2 separate regions of the Hordeum vulgare genome follow, and region 1 is linked to region 2. A link is a contact called in public Hi-C data. All regions are on one chromosome and are shown on one strand. The core of a region is the stretch at or near the end of the contact, and the rest is flanking DNA. Distances in the headings are between cores, read along the strand shown.

Region 1 (2,700 bases), core at 72-2,571, 470 kb before region 2:
TGGTCAAGACCCAAGAGCATACTGGGGAAGCATCATGTGTGCATTTCATCATCGAATACTTGCTTTAAAGGCTGGAAAACCAAAAAGCACTTGATGTAAAAGCATTGCCATTTACAGTCTAGCACGCACTAGTGAACCTCACACTGCTTGAGTAACAAGAACTGAATTGCAAGTTGCTGAATGCTTCAACATAATCATCTATCTACATATCCAAAGGAACAAATCAGATAGTATTGACTTGTCGCACTTTGCTTCAACATAATCATCTTTTAGCAAGGCGGTGATTGACAGGGAGTTAGTTTGACTCAAGTTTTGTGGCTCAAAGTTGCTGCTTGTTTGTAAAACTGAAGGCCACGGGGCCAGAGATAAACCAGGCTGGAATTCACCTGAACTCTGGACAGGTGCGGGGAAACAGGAGATGGCAAAGCCATCAAACCATGATAGCATATATCAGGATGCTGACAGACTAACTCCCATACTGTTGCAGAGGCGCTGTACGCAATAATCCACGCATGTCACTAGAGAGCTAAAACGACAGCACGTCGTGCATGTTTTTTTGCATACTAAAAGTCTCTAAATGATCGAGTGATAGAGGAAAAGTCTTATACAATACTAAAAGCTTCTAAACCGAAAAAAAACATTAACAAAAAGGAATGGAAAAGAAAGGAGAAGGTATCAGGAAGAAGTCCTTTTGTTGGAAAGAAAAGGAATGTCTCATATCTTTCATCATTCAGTTCTACGTCTGTATTCGGTGCTTTGCTTTAGGACGCCGCTCTTTTTCTCGAACACGACCCAAAGCGTGTGTCATATTGTATTTGTAGAAGAGGGACGCCAAATTAAAGAAGGCCTTAAGTAGAGCTACAAAAACAGTGCAGAATGGTAAGCAAGAGAACAAAAGTAAGTTAAGCTAAACTGGCAAGAAGGAGTATCATATACACAATCACAGTCTGTGGTCCGAAGCAATTCATATCCTCCGCTCCCTTTGTTTCAAGCATTTCAGAATTTGGTTCATAATATATAAAAATACGATGATAACCTCAAAGCAGTACGTAGTAGACTTGTCATGAAAAAAACTGTACTTACGTAACATCACGGTTTGATACTAATACAATCATAGGAAATGTTACGATGTGCCGGTGTCGAAAGGTAAATGATATGCCAATGCTGAAAGCTGCACAGATTTAATTCTGAAAAAAAGATGCAGTTTTTTTTTCTTTTTTGCGGGGATGCAATTTTGCAGTACGGGTCGGTACTATTGCAAGCCCTGCAGTCTCTGAAGAAACATGATGGGCTTGCTTGCTTTTTTTCTTTTGAGAGAGAAATGATGGGCTTCTTTGGTAGGGCAGAGGAGAGAGTTTTCCGGTGGGGTGGCCTTGTAAGCCACTTCCGCTTGTGCAACCCACTCGTTACCCTGTTATTTTCCGGCGAATGATATATGGAGACAACTAATTAAGTGTTATTTATTGGAAAACTCCTATGCAGCGCAGCAGGCATCCATTAACGATCCGGCGCCTGCAGCATCGCTCGCATGGGCCTGCCCACTAGCATGCTGTCCAGTTTTTTTTTATCAATTTTCTTTTGTTAATCCAGTAGAAAAAAAAACGCCCTGATTTTCTATTTCTTATGAAAATAAAAATATGAAATAAAAAAAGGTTTCTAGATTTAAACAAAAAGGTTCATTCATTTGAAAAAAATCTCATATCTTCAAAAAGGTTCATCAACTTCAAAAAAGTTCATCAATTTGAAAAAAAACTCATTGAAATTGAATAAAAATTTCATCCAATTTGGAACACATTCATTAAACTTTCAAAAAGTTCATTAAATTTGAAAAAAGTTCATAGAAATTAAAAAAGTTCATGTATTTTTCAAAAACGTTCATTGAACTTTAAAAGTTTATAAATCTTAAAAAAGTTCATCAATTTTGATAAATATTCATCCTTTTTCGAAAAGATGTTAATCAAATTTAAAAAAAATCATTGATATTCAAAAATGTTTATTAAATTTTAGTATTTTAGAAAAGGTTCATCGATTTTCAGAGAAAAGTTCATAAATCTTAAAAAATATTCGCTGAAATTTTAAAAAAGTTATTCGATATGTAAAAGAGTTCACAGAATTTTCAAGAAAAAAGCATCAACCGGCGACAAGATGGCCGGCCCACTTGGGAATGTCACAAGCATCAGTTAATAAAAATGCACGCCTGTGGCGTCAAATAAGATATGCCTATTTATTTTGCCCAAAAAATATGAGTTATTTATTCCCGAGCTCCCGTAAGGGTCACCTTTTTGGTCTGAGAGTGGGCCAAGTTGTCTGCCCAGCCACAGCCACGTGCCACATGATGGACGCTATCTTTGAATTTCGTTTTCTTTTTATTTCTCTAGGTGTGTTTTGGGTTTTAATGAGTTTGTTTTTTCAGCTTTTTTGTTTTTTTTTTACTTTTTTCTCTAGATTTTGAAAAATTGTTTCTTCGGAATGTAGTGTTTTGCCGTAAGAAGCACAGTCTGCATAATTACAGTTGTGCTTTCCGAAAAAGTGAAAAGCACAACATGTACTTTCACGAAAAGCATGACAGTTATGCTTCTCGTGAAGGAACATATTTTCCTCTGCGAGAAGCACAACTTGTCTTTTCATGAGAGGTCCATATTTGCTTCTCGCGAAAGCAAAAATTTGCTCCCTCGAGAAGTGCTCAGAAGCACAGTTGTG
Region 2 (2,700 bases), core at 192-2,691:
ACAAGCACGCTGATACACAATGTCAGGATCCATGTCATCATGCCTTACTTGAGCCTCTACGTCACCAACAATCTTGTGGTGCCTCTCATACTCTTCGTCCGAGTCATGACCATCATATTTGATCGGTGCACTACCTCCGAACTCATATTGGGGATACTCATTGACTTCCACTTCAACTTTATGCTCAACAGTAGGTGGCACACTACTAATCGGGCTCAAATCATGTACTAAGGGTTGGTTCAAGTCAACGTGCAAAAGAGGAGCCCTGACCACCTTACTTGCAAACACTTTGGGTGACTTGACTATCGAGGATGCAACAACCTCCTTGTATGTAAACCGATGCAAATTGGACTTGATACGCATTGTCTTCATTCGACACTTGTGTGCCGACCCAACATCATATCTTCCTAATAATTCAACTTGGTCACTTGGATCAACCCACTTCAATCTTATCCGTGTTTCTTCCACAACCTCTTCATAAGCAGGACTCTTAAGAAATATCAACTCTTTCTCATAATTGTCAACAATATCAACATTCATGAATGCCTCTTTGTCAACATAATGAATATTCACAATCTTATTAATCTAAAAAAGTAACAAAAGTACCAATGCTAAGTACACCACATTTCTAACAAAACAACTAAGAAACATCTATGTCCATCTAAATTAAGCATTACCCTAACCCTAACCCTAACCATAATTCTCAACAATAAGCATAACCCAACCAATACAATGCAACATTATTGAAACAACTATAATCATTAGTATACACTAAGAACATCACATTTTGGAACAATATTCAAAACTAGGGTTAGAAAACACATGAGCAAAAAACCACCAAAATACACAAATCCAACCAATCAAAATTTGGGAGATGAAGGAGATTACCTCAAGCAATGAAAATGACACCAGATCCATGGACCAAATTAATTCTTTTGGAAGGATTTGAGAGGGGACAAATGGGGGAGAAAAGGTGAAATAAGGGGCTGCAACTTGGGGGAGAGGTGGGGAGAAGAGAGTGAGTGGAATGGTGACCTGGTGGGGGAGGGTGGGGCTTTAATAAATATCTCATACAGAAATGCCATGATGATCGCGTTGCACCCCAACATAAAAACGTCACGCTGGCTGGCGTTGGACGCCAACATGAACACAAACTAATATGGCGTTGCAGAAGTGTACAAACATAAACTAGTATGACGGTTCTTAGTTGACCAGAAAAACCACGGGTTCTGACGTTTCTAAAAGGGTCAAAACGTGAAATTCTTTTCCAACGAGTTTATTGTATGTAATATTTTTATCAGGTGGGTCAGAACAGGTGATTTTGTCCCGTGCAGGCTTGGCGAGCCCACTTATCGGTGAAGATCCACGGCCTATTGGCTACGGCCCGCGAGTGGGCTGGCTTTGTCTATCAGCTCCTCCGCGAGAGGCACTCCATCGCACCGCATATTCGTCTCGTCTGTTTGCTATCCCATCCCCCTCGCCGCGCGTCCCCTGGCGTGCGCCGCCGCCTCTATCGGAATGGCGCTTCGCTCGCCGGAGCTGCGCTTCGCCGCCACCACCGGTCTCGGCGCGCTCTCCCGGCCCAGCCGCCTCGCTCCTTCCCCCCTCGCCGCGCTCGCTTCCCCTCGCCGACGCCGCCGCGGCCCGTCTCCTTCCCCTTCCCCCTCGCCCTCCGACTCCAACCCCTCGACCGCCTCCGCCGGTAAGCTTGCACCTCTTCTTGCGTATTCTCCGCTGGTCTGATGGTGACACACTGTGATTTCACTTACACCCCCGAACGGGCCGTGGTCTGTTCAGGCGACGCGGACGGGCCGGAATGGAAGCAGGTCAGCGCGAAGCGGTTCGGGTACAAGGAGTCCATGATTCCCGACGAGGCATGGAACGTCCTCCACCGTCTCCGTAGCAGAGGTGTGCCCCTTTTTGTTGGCTTGATTGTTATCGTGGAAACACTAAATTGTCATTATGATTCTTGTCTTTCTTCCTTTCTTGAGGAGAGACGAATGTTATCTGTCTTGAGTTTATGGGAAGCCTCTGATAAACTTATTGAAGGATTTCTTTTTAGCCCTAAAGTGAATCTTTTAGCTGAAAGTTTGTTCCTTCACAGCTATTGGTAATATCATGGTTTAGCGTTTGTATCTTCTGATAAAAGAACATGTACAACTAGTAAATTGCAGCATTCTTTTATTTTTCCACATGAAATGCTTGCATTACCAGTTGAGGCCTCCTTTGGTTCATAGGATAAGAATTTCATCGGAATAGGAAAACCATAAGAAGTGAGATAGATGTATCTCAAATCCTATAGTGAAAGAGATGTCAATTGGTTCATAGGACAATGTTTTTTTCCTTCGAATTGCAAAGGATTTGTTCCTGTCTCCTATACAGGAATAGGGTTCTATTCCTACAAAACAAAGGGCCCAAAAGAATTTTTTCCTCCAAAATTCCGATCCTTTAGAATTCCTACAAAATTGTTGTAAACCAAAGGAGGCATGATGGTGATGGTATCAAATGGGTAAGAAATGTATGTGGTTTTATTGTTCCACTATTCAGTAAGGAAGTTCAATTCCTTCGTGTTAGGTAGCTACGAACTACTCCCTCCATTCACTATTATAAGATGTTCTAACTTTTTTCTGATTCGGATGTATTTAAAGGCATTTTAGTGTGTGTTTTCACTCATTTCAGTCCGTATGTAGTCCACATTGA

The links. A called contact is a pair of places that touch in the nucleus more often than the background predicts.
Region 1: a contact with region 2 is called in a Hi-C map of leaf, with 4 times the contacts expected there. The contact joins the enhancer-like site here to the promoter of LOC123426571 in region 2. A contact is called at or near these places in 2 of 6 Hi-C or Micro-C datasets (leaf and seedling).

What each region holds. Positions count from the first base shown.
Region 1 is chr2H:441,614,167-441,616,866 of MorexV3_pseudomolecules_assembly, reverse strand. No RefSeq gene overlaps it. Among protein-coding and RNA genes, the nearest start is that of LOC123426573, 17 kb to the left of the region's middle. Within about 2 kb of position 1,321, at least 3 of the 3 cell types and tissues checked have open chromatin away from gene starts, as enhancers often do. A contact at or near this core is called in leaf and seedling, where this site is marked.
Region 2 is chr2H:441,145,906-441,148,605 of MorexV3_pseudomolecules_assembly, reverse strand. LOC123426571 (poly(A) polymerase I) reads left to right here and starts at 1,441. Exons shown (of 13, transcript XM_045110430.1): 1 at 1,441-1,702; 2 at 1,798-1,908. The coding sequence starts at 1,519.